Linked DNA regions of Mus musculus: region 2 is linked to region 1. Evidence: chromatin contacts called from public HiChIP or PLAC-seq data. All regions are on one chromosome and are shown on one strand. The core of a region is the stretch at or near the end of the contact, and the rest is flanking DNA. Distances in the headings are between cores, read along the strand shown. Region 1 holds the start of Arfgap3 (ADP-ribosylation factor GTPase activating protein 3). Region 2 overlaps Tspo (translocator protein).

Region 1 (2,802 bases), core at 116-2,615:
TTAACAGATGGTTCCTCAGAGGTGAAGGTGGCAACCAGATGGAACTTGGAGAGGGGTGGGGAGAGTCCACAGTGACACGACAGCCCTTTGCACTCCTCGGGTTCCACCCTACTCCGTCATCCTAAGGAAGTAGACACCTTAACCCTGTGTATCAAAACAACACTGCCAGCCACATGCTAAAAGTTATGAGGCCCAGTGGTTGGGGGTGGGGTCTGTGTGTGTGTGTGTGTGGGGGGGGTCACATAAGGGGAAGAAAAAAATTGTAGGGACAGACCTCAACCTACAGAGGGATGAACGTGAGTTTTAGTGAGCTTCCTCAGGAACCCAGAGAGCTGGCAACCAGGGAAGAGAACCTTAGCTCTACTGGACTGGGAAACAGGCTGCCACCGAAGGACAATGGTGACAAAAATCCAACAGGTCCCCAGCCCTGAAGAACACTCAAGACAAGGTCCATGGTGGGGGGAGAAGCCCTTCTTTCCCAGAACTTAGCACCACTTAGAGTTCTGACCCCTGGGTCTAGGTGGCTGGGATTTTTACCTTTGTTCACAGAGGCCAGAAGGAGTGAACTCTGCCTCACCAGCCTTCTCAGAGCCCAGCTACACACTTCCAACATCTGTTTCCTCCACCCTACCATGTCTGTGCTTCTGGGTCAAGGTGCTCTGTTCTCCAGACCCCTAGACACCCCTAGATGCTATGAACTAGCCTTCTCTCTAAGCCCCCAGGTAGTCTGGCGTCTGGGTAACCTGGACACTCCTAGAGGTCCATACCCCAGTCCTCTCTCTGCCATGAAATGCACTGGTCTCCTGTTCCAGATGTCCATGCCCCAGTCTTCTGTCTATCCCCAGGTGTTCTGGCCTCTGGTGGCGGACACCCCAACTGTCCATGTCCCAGCCCCCCCTGTGACCCCAGACGCTCTGCCCTAGGATGCTAGACATCCCAGATGTCCATGCCCCAGTCCTGTGACCCCAGGCTCTCTGCCTTTTAGTCCTGGACATCCTCCGGATGCCCATGTCCCTGTGCCCCAGGCGCTAAGCCCCTGGTGGGCGCCCCCTTTTCCTCCCCTTGCTGACGAAGGTTGGGGAGCGGCGGCTGCCAGGCCCACAGTGCGACGTGTCACAGGCCGGGCGGCTCCTCCCACGGCCGCGGCCACACCGGGGTCCGGCGGGCCGCGGGGTCCCAAGCCCGCCTGCGGCCGTTACCTTGTTAGTGGGCACCGAGCGCAGGCGCTTGAAGATGGCCAGGATGTCCTGCTTGCTGGGGTCCCCCATAGTCACTGAGAACTGAGGTGAAGCAGTCCCCGACAACCGGGAAGAGACAAGGAGTAGCGGTTGCCGCCTCCCGGAGACCGAGGGGCGGGGCTGCGCGTGACGACAAGCCCCGCCCCTGCCGCGCCCAGGCTCCGCCCACAAGCGGGCGCACGCGCCGTTCTCCTTCACTCGGTGAGGTCCCTCGGCGCCACTGGTTTCTCCGGGTTCCAATTTCGAAGTCGGGCGCGGCAGGCGCATGCGCGGACGCTCGGACAACTCCCACCCCTCCGCAAACCTTCCCCAGATCTCAGCGTTAGTTAGGGTCCTGCAGTGTGGGATAGGAACCCCAGGCTTTGCGCAGGGAGCATCGGGCTTACCCACCGGACTCACCAGCATACCGTTGCCGGCCCGTGGCCAGTCTCACACCTATCCCTCAGGATGGGAGAGCCAGCAGGTCTCATCCTCATGGATCCTGCATAGTAGTAGTGTGTGTTTGTACTCTTTCTCAGCTAAAGTCAAGCCCTGAGTGATAACCTACAGGAAACTGCTGTCCCATTTTTCTCTCTCCCATCTGGGAAACCCAGGCTGGCCTAGAGCACACTGTGTAGTCCAAGGCTGGACTTGAACTGGAGATATTCCTGTTTTAGCGTCTTGCTGCTCAGATTACAGGTCTGCACCAAGCCATACTGGCTTGATAATCTTGTAATTATAAAGTCTGTTCTGTTCACGGAGAGAGAGTGCTTGCCTGTAGGCAACAAGTTCTATCAGGGTCAGAACTGAGAAGTCTAGAAAGACCAGAAACAAGTCTGTGTTTAGTGCTTGGGGCTCCAGTTAAACCTTGGATAATATTAGTAGCTGGAAGGTTTGAGCTTGGGAGCAGGTGCCTCTTTTACAGCGGTCAGGGTGGAGCAGCTGGCAAACATGACCTTAGGTAGAGCATAATAGAAGAAAAACAGGTTTTGGTATCAAGTGCTAAGCCCCAGCTTCTGTCCCAGTTCAACTGGTTGCTTCCCAGCAGGGCTGCTGTAGGCACTTCCTAGCATTCACCTGTATGAAGGAGTTGGAGATGAAATATGTTGACCAGAGCAGCACTGCAGCTTCAGGGATGTTCTGAAAACGGTCTTGGTGTCAAGTTGGGACCTCATATAGGCTGTACAAGGACAGGAACTGGCACAAGACACACAAAGTTCTCAGCAGAGTGACAAAAGGGCAGGGAATAAGAGACAAAGACAGGAGATAGAGCAAGAGGAAGAAGTGAAAAGGAGGGAGAGGGGGACGGGTTATTTGCTCCAGAGGGACAAAGGACTGCTTCTGGATAGAGAAGAGACAGCCTTGGCGTATTGGCAAATGGCAGTTCATAAAGGTAAAAGAAGAAACCCCTTTAGGATAAGTTTATTTTATGGGGCATGCTAATTAGGTGAACCAAGGTAGGGGGTGGATTTTGATAGCTGGACCTTAGTATGTTAGCCTCAGGAAGTGGACAAATAGCGTAACAAACCTTGGTGGCTAGCTTTAGGAATGTAATCTAACGGTTCTTAGCAAGGAGAAAAAAAGA
Region 2 (2,802 bases), core at 104-2,603, 230 kb after region 1:
ACTATGTATGGCGTGATAACTCTGGCCGGCGAGGGGGCTCCCGGCTCCCAGAGTGAAGGCACCCAGCCATCAGGAATGCAGCCCTGCCAGCCAGGCACCATGGGTGGCAGCCATCATGCTTTTATGACCATTGGGCCTGCTGGTCTACCTGGTCTTAGCCCAGGAAGCCACCAGGTAGGTTAGGGTGGTCAGTGCCGAGTCTCCTGCAGACACAGTTATACCTGCCTTTCTGCACTGCTCCAGGCATGCCCTTAGAGCATGGTGTTTTAAAGCTAAATAAAGTCTCTAACTTCATGTGTAACAGACTCTGTACTTAGTGGAACATCTGGCCTGTTGGACAGGCAGATGGTGGGTGGCAGCTAAGCAGGATGGTTCTGCTGCTGAGGCTGGGCCTGTCTGGGCTGGTACCACCCAGGTTCTCCACCTAGGGTGACCCAACTGGCAGGAAGAGGGTAAATTCCAGCACCCTTTCACCTGCTTCAGCCTGCTTCCATAGGCCTCATGGGTATACAGGGCACAAATGACCCATCAGGTATCACAGGCAACCATGTTGGACATTTTGATGGGTAGTGCACCCAAGACTTGGGAAGGGCTTCTTGGCAGTGCTCTTCATAGCGCTCCAGCAACTCCCTAGTGATCTGAAATGGGGGTCACGCGCCACCTACAAATGTGCTTCCCTTGCCCACCACTGGAGGCACCTTCTCTTCTATGCTGTCACCAGCTCAGATGACAATGGCTTTCTGCAGCCTTTAATGAGAAGGGCACTTGGCCTACTGGTTTAGACTGGTCTCTGGCTTGTGCTTATTCCCACAGCACAGGCCTTAAACTTTTACCCCAGCCAACTGTCAGCATGGAAGCCATGTTGATTTAGGATTAGAGGGTGCTAGAAACACTTGAGTTTGTGGTCAGCCACTGGCATCTCCCAGGCGGCCAGGCCAGGGCCTACAGAGCTCAGCTGCCTACTTCCTTCTTCAGCAACACCGCTGTGGCTACCTAGGCTCTCCAGCCTGCTGCACATGCCCACCTTGAGCACGTGCTGGCCTTTGATGACCCCTTAAGTGGAGAGAGCGACCAGGGTGTGGATGAATACCAGGAGGATTTGTCAGAGGTATAACCACTGTCTCTACAACTGGCTGGTGGCCAAGCCTGATGCTGGGCCAGCTGGTGCATGTGAAGTACCTGACTTCTTTAGAAGACTTTTAAATTATATTTTTGTGTGTACATGCCTGTCCAGTCACATGTCCCATGGTATACACATGGAGGTCAGAGGACAACCCGTGGGAGTTGGTTCTCTCTCCTGTAGCTCCCAGGGAAGTCTTCAGGCTTGGCAGCAGGCATTTTTACTCGGTGAGCTGTCTTGCTGGTCCTCTGCCAGCCCCCAGAGCCTCTTGACTACCTCATGAATTATGGCCTCTCATCCCCACTCCAGAACAAGGAGGTAACATAGAGAATGCTATTTCTCAAGGCCACCAGGTGGGACCAAGCCTCAGACCCTGCGGCCCCCAACGCCCCCTTGGGTTGGTAGTGTGGACTGGTCAGGTCAGATCTCTTCTCCAGCTTGGAACTGGGACTCTAACTAGGAAGCTAGACTGCCTTAGGGAGCTCGGAGGTCTTTCTTTTCCTTCTCATTTCTCAAAGCACACGTGGTGACATGTTGGGTCTGCTTGCAACCTTGGAGGGACACAGCCGCCCTGCCAGCCCAGCCCAGGCCTCTAGGGCCCCAAAGAGAAAAGACCAGGTGGAAAGGAGGCGTATTTTACTGCAGTATAAAAGGGCAGATGCCAGCCGCTTTCCAGGGGTGCGACCACCACAAGTGTCTCTACCCTGACCCTGATGGTGGCGGGGGCAGGCTCCCTAACAGGTGGCCTACAAGCCCAGAGATGAGCAGGAAGAACCATGTCCAGTCATGCTAAGAGAAGGTCACTTTTACCTTCACAAGTACAACAGCCACCACAGTGTCCCACCCGAACAGTAGGACATCTGGAAGGAGCTCCTGCCCACTCTTAACTTCCTGGGGGCAGGATCCCAGCGCCCAGCAGTTACAGAAGCAATGGTGGCTGACTTCAAATTCCAGCAACAAAATTAGGAACTCCACGTAACATTGTCTTTCCTGCAGGTTGAAGGAAAACCAAACCCAAAACCTTAACACTAGGACTCTGAACTTTGGCAAGAGGCAGCCTGATTCCCACATGAAGTTCTCTCCAGAGCCATCTTAGCCGCTCTGGCATTTCCACAGCCACTCCTGCTTGGATTCTGCCATGAAATGTCACAGCCCTAGAGCAACCTAGCACCCTGTCTACCACAAGAGCACAGTGGGACTTGGTGAGGTACCAACATGCAGAGACCATGGGACTCTGCATAGCCCAGCTTCCCAGAAGGGAAACACCCAGGGTAGGCATGGCTGAGAAGTCTGCTGGTGAAGGCTCTGGCGGAGGATGCCGAGGCATAAGGCCGGGTTGGCAAATGTTTCCCCTTGGCTGTTCTGGGGCCTGTGGGTGCAACACAGGGTTCCCGTACCCTGCTTGCAGCAGCCATGGGACAGGAGGGCAGAGATTCTGAGAGTACTCCCTGGCCCTTGTGGATACCGGGTTCCCAAACACTTCCCTCGTCGAACCCTGTTTCTGCAGAACATTTCTTGGTCTGCGAACTTTCTGGATGCCAGGAGAAAAGCCCTTAGCTGAGCTGCAGACTCTTCAGAGAAGAGAGGGCGTTAAGAGGTACAGAGACCAGGTACAGCTGGTCGGAGCCCAGTCCTTGGGACACCACTCACTGTCCAGCTCTGCCACACATGGACCTGATATC

The links. HiChIP or PLAC-seq counts read pairs in DNA pulled down with a chosen protein or histone mark.
Region 2: a contact with region 1 is called in a FOXA1 HiChIP or PLAC-seq map of pancreatic cancer cells. The contact joins the enhancer-like site here to the promoter of Arfgap3 in region 1. A contact is called at or near these places in 3 of 39 promoter capture datasets (erythroid cells, liver and neutrophils), 1 of 484 Hi-C or Micro-C datasets (neutrophils), 8 of 115 datasets of contacts at active chromatin or transcription factors (acute myeloid leukemia, bone marrow-derived dendritic cells, bone marrow-derived macrophages and 5 more) and 3 of 9 other capture datasets (adipose tissue, liver and macrophages).

The regions. Positions count from the first base shown.
Region 1 is chr15:83,348,882-83,351,683 of GRCm38.p6, forward strand. It overlaps Arfgap3 (ADP-ribosylation factor GTPase activating protein 3), which reads right to left and starts at 1,366. Exons shown (of 16, transcript NM_001357756.1): 1 at 1,200-1,366. The coding sequence starts at 1,268.
Region 2 is chr15:83,573,903-83,576,704 of GRCm38.p6, forward strand. It overlaps Tspo (translocator protein), which reads left to right. Exons shown (of 4, transcript NM_009775.4): 4 at 1-301. The coding sequence ends at 56. It overlaps Ttll12 (tubulin tyrosine ligase-like family, member 12), which reads right to left. Exons shown (of 14, transcript NM_183017.2): 14 at 1,192-2,802. Among named protein-coding and RNA genes, the nearest start is that of Tspo, 12 kb to the left of the region's middle. Within about 2 kb of position 1,354, at least 66 of the 459 cell types and tissues checked have an H3K27ac peak or open chromatin away from gene starts, as enhancers often do. A contact at or near this core is called in adipose tissue and pancreatic cancer cells, where this site is marked.